Regions from separate parts of the Mus musculus genome. Here region 2 is linked to region 1. Evidence: chromatin contacts called from public HiChIP or PLAC-seq data. All regions are on one chromosome and are shown on one strand. The core of a region is the stretch at or near the end of the contact, and the rest is flanking DNA. Distances in the headings are between cores, read along the strand shown.

Region 1 (4,695 bases), core at 800-3,299:
AAACATTAAAAGAGCCCTGTGACTTGGGAGTTTGAATCCCACTTCCGCTAAAGGTGTGATGACAGTTCTCAACTCTTAACTATGCTAAATTTCTCCTAGAAAGTATAAGTGTTCAAGGCAACACCCTTAACACTTTTGGTGCAGTACGCTTGCTTTGTGGGAGTCTCACTTTCTTCCTTCGGTATCTGGAGATGCAGGCATCCTCTGGACAGCTTGTGCTATTTTATACTGTGTTCAGGAAACCATATCAAGCAGTCACCAAACAGAGCCTAAAGTCCAGTTCAAACCTCCTAAAGCCTGATACACAAGGTCCTGCTGGGACTTCCCACCCAGCTCTGTTTATAGTACAGAGAGTACTGTCATTATTTACTTGTAAGGTTCAGAGTCTCTTTGAGCCAGGGTCTCCCCATGTAGACCAGGCTGGCCTTCAACTTAAGGAGAGAGCCATCTGCATCTGTTTCTCTAGTGCTGGGATAAAACTGTGTACCTGATGCCGGGTAAGCATGTCTTATTAGTGTCAAAATATGCCTAGACCCAACCGGTTCTAGTCTTCAGGGCTTTCCTCCAGGCCAAACCACAGAATTTGGATTACTGCTCTGTCCTTCAGCACTGCCCTGGCTGTTTTCACCTTTGGTCTTCTAAGCCCAACATTCCACTATTAGCAACACTGTAGTTAGCAGTCTTAGGCCAGATTATGTAGCATTTCTTTTTATTTCACCCAGAGCAAAAGTTCCATCATTCCTTGCGATGGCTACACTCCTTCCTGTCTTCCCTCCTCAAATTCCTGGTACTTACCAAGCATTACGCATGTGGTAAGCCTTGCAGGTGGTGTTCTTATCTGAAAAATAACTCAGACGTTCATGTATCTTTCTACCTCCAAGTCTCCAACTAAAATATCATCTTTTAAAAATAAGAGGCCCTTTCTTACAAAGCACATAAAGACTCCGAATGGTGTGTGGTGGTGCAAGCCTGACATTTCAGCATTTGGGAGACCCTAATTTCTAGGGCAGTCTGGGCCACATAAGTTCAAAGTCAACCTCAACTACCTACCCAGTGAGAGACTGTCTCAAAACCCAATCCAACTAAACCAAAAGAACCCATTTTGAGGATGCCCCATTCACGGGCCAGAATTCCTTAATTCGGTCTCCTCAATCCAGGACTCGGTTTAGGTTCCTTCCCGGCACACGTCATTTCATTTGCCTCAATTTTCGAGTTTATGATATTAATCTGCTCACACCTGGCTGAGGTGGCAATGTAGGCTCAGAGAGGGTAGCATAGGTTCAAGGTGGCCCAGTGTCAAGTGTCAGGAATCTAACCCAGGACAGCAGACTTCCGGGCCTTTAGGGGCTGCCCTCCTAAGGAGCCAGCTGCGCCTCTTCACAGACTGTCTCCCTAAAAGATAAAAATCGGGCTGCGCAGAGCCTGCGGAGAGCACAAAGTCTTCCAGGAGGCAGCAGCCCCTCAGCGGGTCGGGAAGCGCCAGGATTTAACAGAGGAAACCGTACTGCCCGCAATCGCCCCGATCCCAAGTTTCCTGGTCGTCGGCGTGGCGCTCTGCAAACGGCAAACTACTAGATGCTTTGCAAACAAAGCCGGCAAGGGGGTGGGGGGGGGGGCAACCTGATGACAATAGGCATCGGTCAGAACCCGGACAGAAACGCCGGGTCTCCAGTCCTCGCCCTGCATCCCCGCATCACTTCCCGCAGGACAGCCCAGGCCGGACCCGCCCCCAGACCTCCGTCAGCCCTAGTCCGGGCGTCCGCCGGCGCCCACCACCCGGCCGCGACTGCAAGGTGAGGCTCCACGGGCCGCAGCCAGCCCGCCCACTCACCTGCGAGCGCCCATGTTCTTATCCTTCCTCGTCCGGAGACTGCTGGGGCCAGGATCGCGGCGCCGGCACCACCCCCGCCCCCGCAGTTGCCCCGCCCATTCACCACCGGAAATGCTCCGGCCCGGACTCTTTTTTTCCTGCCTTTCCAGCCCCGCAATATGGCGTCACTTCCGCTTGTGCCCGTTGCTCGAGTACGTGCCGGGAGTCTGGGTCTCGCGAACGCGCCAGGAGCGTGTCTCAGGCGGGAGCGCGCCCAGTAGATGACAACAAATTAGTCGCGCCGCGTCGGAGTCTTGTCTCGCCTCAGCCGCCAGCCCTCTCTGTCTGTCCCTCTGTCTCCCTACCGACGGAGCGCTTCGGAAGCTCCCGGCTTGGGGCGCCCGGTTCTGCTCAGCGCCCAGTCCCCGCCGGGCCTAGTGCGAGCGTCGCGACGCGGGCCATGGGGTTGCCCTGAGGGACGGCGGCGCCGAACCGACATGCAGCGGCCACCGCGAACCTAGATCCCCACCGCGGCTTGGGGACGCCGCCGGGCCGACCCTGAGGCGCTGCCGCTGCCTGGAGCCCAGGTCGGATCCCCCGAGTCGCCGCCGCGTGCAGCCCCGGCTCCCTCGAGCCGCCAGCCCTCACCATGCCTTGGCCATTTTCAGAATCCATCAAGAAGAGGGCCTGTCGCTACCTCCTACAGAGGTACCTGGGCCACTTCCTGCAGGAGAAGCTGAGCCTGGAGCAGCTGAGCCTGGATCTGTACCAGGGCACCGGGTCCCTTGCCCAGGTCCCCTTGGACAAATGGGTAAGCTGCTGTCAGCCAGCAGGGGTAGGAACTGGCTCTCCCCAGGGCGAGACCTGAGCGACTGTCATCCAGCATCGGGCACGTTCGGTTCTCCTTTGGGAATTGTTTAGATTCAAGTGTGGCCCGGCTCAGGGAAGTGTGTAAAGTGTAGCAAGTTTGCGCTCCTAGATCACGTGCTCCGGCTTAAACGGTGTAATGGAGGCACACACGGGGCGAAACAATCGAGTCATTGGTTGGGGGGGGGGGGGGGCGCTTGTGAGGCAGGCCCAGGAAAGTACGTGGCCACCCTTGCCTCTTGGGCTGCGAGTGTCTGCGGTGTTCCTAGGCAAACAAACCCTATTTCTGTGGATGACGTTAAGAAAAATTAAAGATGAAGAGGAGGTGACAGAAATCCCCAGTTATTTATTTTGGTCTGGATGCTGGTATATTTGCGTTTGCTGGGTTGGTTGTCTTCATTCACTGAAAGAAAGTTAGGCGAAGGCCCCTCTTGCCAGTTTGCCTGCTCTGCTTGCGTGAGGTTGTGAATGGCCCCAGTAGTGCTGTTTAGATTTGCCCTTTTGCTTCACGTGATAGATCGACAGGTCGTAAACGCAAATGTTGCAAAAGCTCGGGAGCCGAAGCCGCAGCGTCAGCCTTTTTTTAAAGAACCTGTTTCCTCCTAGAGGCTGTGAGTTGACTTCACCTGAACTTTGAGTATATTCAGTTCGCCAGAAGCAGTTGTATTTGCATCAGTGGGCTAAAATGCCTACTATTTTACTTAAGGCCTTGGGTTTGTCGAGTCTACTCTTTTTTCGAAAAGCTTAAATTATGGAAATTCCTTGACAACTTGTATTAAGAGGTATGACACAAGGTAATTGTAACGAAACTAGGTGACTTAAACCAGAGAGCACACACAAGTTAGTTTAGACAGCTCTAGTTTGAGTAACAGAAAGACCTGCCTTATACCAAAATAGTCCTAGGCTTTCACAGTCTGCCGAAAGACAGGTATAGTAGTTAACCCAAGTTCAGTTATCATAAAAGGACAGTAGAGTCCATGCCTCGGGAGAGCTGCTGTTCTTTCCTATCAGCAAACGGGATTTTTTTTTTTTTTTTTTTTTTTTTTTGGCCAGGTTTATTATGTAGTCCTAGCTGCCCAGACACTTGTCGTGTAGCCCAGGGTAGCCTGGAACTCATGACAAAGCTCTCACCTTAGCCTCTCCAGTACAGTTTGAATGGGCTACATTTTTCTTTTCTGTGGCCAAACTGTCTTATTCCGAGGCTGGAAAATGGGCAGGGGCTGAAGAGATCAAGAGGACCTGACATCCTCAGGGTAGATGTTTTTGGTGTCTCGTCACTGCTGAAAGCTGACTAAGGAGTCTTGAGGGTGGGAATGTTGATGGATGCTTTGGTGTGCAGTGCAGTACTCTTTGAAGAGACACCGAAACTAGCAGGTGGACATTATTATTTGTTTTATAAATGGCATTTAATACTTTGTCCTGTGCCACAGTTACAAGTATTACAGCAAGAATCCAAATTCGACGCCAAGTGCAGGCTTGCTTGCTTTTGTGTTTTTTGTTTTTGTTTGTTTGTTTGTTTTTGAGACAGGGTTTCTCTGTGTAGCCCTGGCTGTCCTGGAACTCACTCTGTAGATCAGGCTGGCCTTGAACTCAGAGATCCGCAGGCCTGTGCCTCCCAAGTGCTGGGATTAAAGGCGTGCTGCGCAGACTTGCTTTCTTAGGGAACATAGTATAAGAGCACACTTGAGAAAGCTCTCAGGGACTCCTGAGCAAGCGGTTTGATTAGCTGTTTTCTAGAAGTCAGGGTTTCTATTCCTGCTTAAACATCATGACCAAGAAGCAGTTGGGGAGGAAAGGGTTTATTCAGCTTACACTTCCATGTTGCTGTTCATCACCAAAGGAAGTCAGGGCTGGAACTCAAGCAGGTCAGGAAGTAGGAGCTGATGCAGAGGCCATGGAGGGATGTTTCTTACTAGCTTGCTTCCCCTGGTTTGTTCTGCTTGCTTTCTTATAGAACCCAGGACTACCAGCCCAGGGATGGTCCCACCCACAATGGCCCTTCTCACCCTTGATCGATC
Region 2 (4,695 bases), core at 1,526-4,025, 140 kb before region 1:
ACCTTTGTCAGAACCACAACAGTGTGTTGTTTTTCCTATTTTTATTACAGAAACAATATTTTTATTTTGTCACAAGGCTAGGCATAATAGAGCACACTTTTAATCCCATCCCTCAGGCAGAGGCAGAGGCAGAGGCAGAGGCAGAGGCAGAGGCAGAGGCAGAGGCAGAGGCAGAGGCAGAGGCAGAGGCAGAGGCAGAGGCAGAGGCAGAGGCAGAGGCAGAGGCAGAGGCAGAGGCAGAGGCAGAGGCAGAGGCAGGAGGATCTCTGAGTTCATGGATAGCCTGGTTTACAGAAGAAGTGCCAGGTCAGCCAGAGCTACAGAGGAACCCTGCCTCAAAAAAGACAAGGTCACATGTTGCCCACATCTGCCTTAATTCCTTGGCTCAGGCAATCCTCCTGCCTCAACCTCCCAATTTCCTCCCATGTAGTTGGAATTACAGGCATATGCCATACCCAATGTAATGTACAAATCTTTAGTTATCCCACAACGAACATAGAAATTATGTTAAGTAAAAGGCATTACCACACATGGTGGCACCCACATTTAATTCTGACATTCAGCAGGCTGAGACAGGAGGATTCTGAATTTGAGGCCCAACCAGGGTTGTGTATTGATCTTTAGGCCAGCTTGGAATACATACCTAGGCCACAAACAAACAAAAAATCATTTATTTCTAACCATTACTATTTTATGCGCAAAGATCTTTGAAAGCAAGAGATCTATACTGGCCACTCTGCTCTTTTAGAGGGGGCACAGGCGACATGGACGTGAGCAGTGCAGACTGGCCTCGCTTCAGTTCCCACTGTGGAGGGGGTACAGATACAGATACAAACAGCGAAGGAGCTGCAAGCTGTTGGCTTTACCCCAGCTTCAGAGTCCTATTTTCACAGTAGAAAATAAAATGAACAGCAATAAAAATTATTTCAAACAGAAGTAGATAGGATCAAACTACTGTAAGCACAAAGCAAAGTCAAAAACTGGTGTCTCACTGAGAACATCTGAACTGAGTGACAGTCTACCCAATCAATAGTCTGTGTACACAGATACAGATGTGATCAGTTACTCTGTTGGATGATCAAACTGTGGACAGTAGATTCCTACAGTTTATTTTTAGGGAAACATAGACTGAAAGTATAAAAAAAATGAACAGGAAAACCCAACTAGAGCTGTATAACAATTAGTCACATGGTTATTTAATAGTAAGACTTTAAAAGCTGATAAAAATTCATGGTTCTAGAAACCGGTAATAGCTGTTATCATGAGTTCTTAAAACGCATACTGCCAGAACAAAAAGAGCGCAGCCTATTGGCATCCACTTTTGACACCCGTGATTCTGAGTTTTAACTATGGAAAACTTAACACTGCAATGCTCTAGGGTTTGTTTTGTTTTGTTTTGTTTTGAGACAAGGTTTCTCTGTGTAGCCCTGACTGTCCTGGAACTCACTTTATAGACCAGGCTGGCCTCGAACTCAGAAACCCACCTGCCTCTGCTTCCCAAGTGCTGGGATTAAAGGCATGCGCAACTACCGACAGCTACTGCTATAATTTTAACACATTCCTATCAGACGGTCCTGTGGCTGCAATGGTTACACAGGCTTAGCAGGGAGCTAAGTTTGGGCCTCAGGAGTGCTGAAAGCCAACAAAGGCGATATGGCGTCTACTCGAGCAACTTCCTTATCAGGAATGAACACATGTAGCTAATTAACTCCAGCAATCAGGAGCCAGCGTGAGTTACAATCAGACTTAGCTGACAAGATTGTCACCTGAAACTATCATGTCCAGATATCTCTGTACCTACCCACCCCTAAGCTGTAACTGATCTTGGCATTAATTTCAGATAACTTGATTATTTATTTACTATCTGCCGGGCACAAGTCCAAGTCACTGTTTCTATGCACCAATGCATTCAATATAAGAAGGTTAAAATATTCTGTTATTCAAGATATAAACATCAGAACAAGACACTACTTTACCTCTGGTAACCAGTGAGAGCAATGTCCTTTGTAACTACTTTGCAATTACTGTACAAAGTATACCATGTAGCCCAGGCTGGCCTAGAATCTGGTATATACAGTTTAAACCACCCTCACCTTGCAATTCCTCCAATCTCCCACCAACTGGTGAGAATACAGGGGTTTGCTACAATGCAGGGCATAGTAACAAATTTTCTTTTGTGTGTGTATATGGGGGGGGGGGCGCTATCATAGATCCTGTATGTATCAGAGGATGACCCTGACTTCTAACCCCTCTGCCATCACCTTTCCAAGTCCTGGGATCACAGGCATGTATCATCATGCCTATTTTATGAAGTGCTAAGGGTTAACCCCAGGTGCATGCTAGCCAAATACTCTACCAACTAGGCTACCTCTCCAGTCCCTTGTACAATCAGAAAGAAGGGGGGTGACAGGACACACATACACACCCAACAAGGCTGTGGAGGTCAGAGAATAATTGCAGGGGTCACTTCTATCCTGCAGGTCTGAGGGATTGGACTCAGGTCACCAGCGGACCACCTGCTGAATCATCTCAAGAGCCCACTCTTAATTTTTAGAAATATACCTATTCTCCTACAGTAAATAAGAAGACACTGTCCCTCTTTAAAGTATTGTTTGAACATGTAATGACAACTTTGTTCTTTTAGAAGAATAGACACTTGTGTGAAAGTTTAAAGGTGTTTTTCTTTCTGAGAGAATATGGCTATACAAACTCAGGGCGTTGAGTGTCACATTAACCTCTTTCCAGTCATGAGACAAGGACACAAACACAGTGCTGAGAACAAGGTCTCACAAGCTGACAATGAGAACACGGTCTCTCACAAGCTGACAAGTCTGTCAGATGCTGTCCTCAGTTAATAGCACCCATCCCTAAAGGGACGGGAGTTCTGAAACATCAGCTGGCACTTATACAAAGCACTGTATTGGTGGCACCATCAAGTTCCTTTTTGGCTTACCTTCTTCCTCTTCTGAAGCACGTGACTAGGCAGCAGCTGATGGAGTTGCTTTCTCTTCACATGCATTGCTGCAATCTTCATATCCAACTCAAACATTTTGCTGTTTATTGCTTGCCTATAAACTATACAAGCAGACATTGTTACAAAGAACAGAAATAGTTACATAAGGGCAGATCTAAATTCGTCTAGAAGAAAAGTAATGTAAGTGGGAACCTTTCCCACCGCCTGTCCCTAGTCGGATGCAATCCAATAGTAGGCAAGTCACGTATGTAACAAAGAGCAAATGCACATTCGATCCTTTAGCACACTAACTTTCCATGTGCTAATAAAAAGCAAGAATAACTGTTGAGGAAATAACAGAATTCAAAGAACTCTGTACATCTGTCTTTCCATCATCCACAAAGTCTAAGACTTTAATCCTGGAAGACACCACCTGCTGCTCACACAGTAAGGAGCCACACCTGAAGACACCTCACAAGCCAAGAACGACTGGAGGCTCTTGGCTGTTAAGAGAAAGTGCTGTTTGTGCAGAAGACCTGAGTCTGAATAACACAACCCAGCTCACAATTGCCTGGAACTCCAACTCCCGGGGATATAGCACCTTTCCATGAACACCTGTACCCCCACAGACACACTTTCACACACACTTTATATATATGAAGACATGGTGTGTGGCACATACCTTTAATCCCCAAACTATGGAGGCAGAGGCAGACAGATCCTTGTGAGTTCAGGGCCAGCCATATTTACATAGTGAGTTCTAGGACAGCGAGAGCTACATAATACATAAAACAAAAAACAAACAAAAAAACCCACAAAAACCAAAACCATAGAAAAGTATTTTCCATGAAAAACTCTCTTAATTCTTTCTATATTTTCTATTATGAAAAAATAAATTATGGCTCAAAAAGAAGATGCTATCAGTAAGTACAAAATATTTAGATCACAGTACCTCAAAATGGGAATATTTAAGTGAGGTTATATGGTACAACACCTGTAAAACCCCAACAATTAGTCATGAAAGCAGAGAATAAGTTGAATGTAATCTTAACCTTCATAGTAAGTCCAAGGGCAGGCTGGGCTACATTTAAAAAAACAAAAGGTGTGCGAGGGGGGGGGATTCAGTCAATCCATACAAAAATATTGGTTGCACAACTATAAAACCATTGTAGCAGCTGGAAACACAGCAGGAAAAAGCACAAGCAAGCTGCAGAATCCAGTGGAGAGGACAGAATAAGATAGACTGTCAAGTGACCAAGGACTAAGACAGGACACTGAGCTGCCATCAAACAGAACTTAAGCCACAGAGCCAGTCCTAGAACAATCTAAGCTACAAAACAAAACCCTACGCCAAACCCCAAATGACTTTAGTGCAAAGTAAGCTGACAGTAACTGAGTCCAACAGTATTTCAGGAAGAAAAAAAAACCCCAAAAACCACACACCCTGACCAGGAACCACAGAAGCCAAGAGAGAAGAGGCCATGGTCAAGGTTAGACCCATAGACCTCTAAATTCCTAACAAAGAGCTTTCCTAAGATTGCTGTTAAGACTCGGCTAGAAAACACTCTGGTGCTAGAGAGATGGCTTGCCAGTTCTCAGTACCTACTCAGCATCAACCCATAACCATCCAGGACTCCACTTTCAGGGGCTTAGACACCCTCTTCTGATCTTTGTAGGCACCAGGAATACACACAGTGCATATATATACATGTATACAAAATACCCATACACATAGAATAAAT

The links. HiChIP or PLAC-seq counts read pairs in DNA pulled down with a chosen protein or histone mark.
Region 2: an H3K4me3 HiChIP or PLAC-seq map of bone marrow-derived macrophages shows a contact between it and region 1, with 2.1 times the contacts expected there. The contact joins the enhancer-like site here to the promoter of Atg2b in region 1. A contact is called at or near these places in 2 of 39 promoter capture datasets (the HPC-7 cell line and liver), 2 of 484 Hi-C or Micro-C datasets (granulosa cells and megakaryocyte-erythroid progenitors), 4 of 115 datasets of contacts at active chromatin or transcription factors (bone marrow-derived macrophages, embryonic stem cells, extraembryonic endoderm stem cells and 1 more) and 3 of 9 other capture datasets (adipose tissue, liver and pancreatic islet).

Annotation. Positions count from the first base shown.
Region 1 is chr12:105,682,595-105,687,289 of GRCm38.p6, reverse strand. It overlaps Atg2b (autophagy related 2B), which reads left to right and starts at 2,049. Exons shown (of 42, transcript NM_029654.4): 1 at 2,049-2,621. The coding sequence starts at 2,460. It overlaps Gskip (GSK3B interacting protein), which reads right to left and starts at 1,938. Exons shown (of 3, transcript NM_178613.3): 1 at 1,832-1,938. The coding sequence starts at 1,845.
Region 2 is chr12:105,821,936-105,826,630 of GRCm38.p6, reverse strand. Papola (poly (A) polymerase alpha) reads right to left here. Exons shown (of 22, transcript NM_011112.4): 16 at 2,954-3,075. Among named protein-coding and RNA genes, the nearest start is that of Papola, 40 kb to the right of the region's middle. Within about 2 kb of position 2,775, at least 19 of the 459 cell types and tissues checked have an H3K27ac peak or open chromatin away from gene starts, as enhancers often do. A contact at or near this core is called in bone marrow-derived macrophages and megakaryocyte-erythroid progenitors, where this site is marked.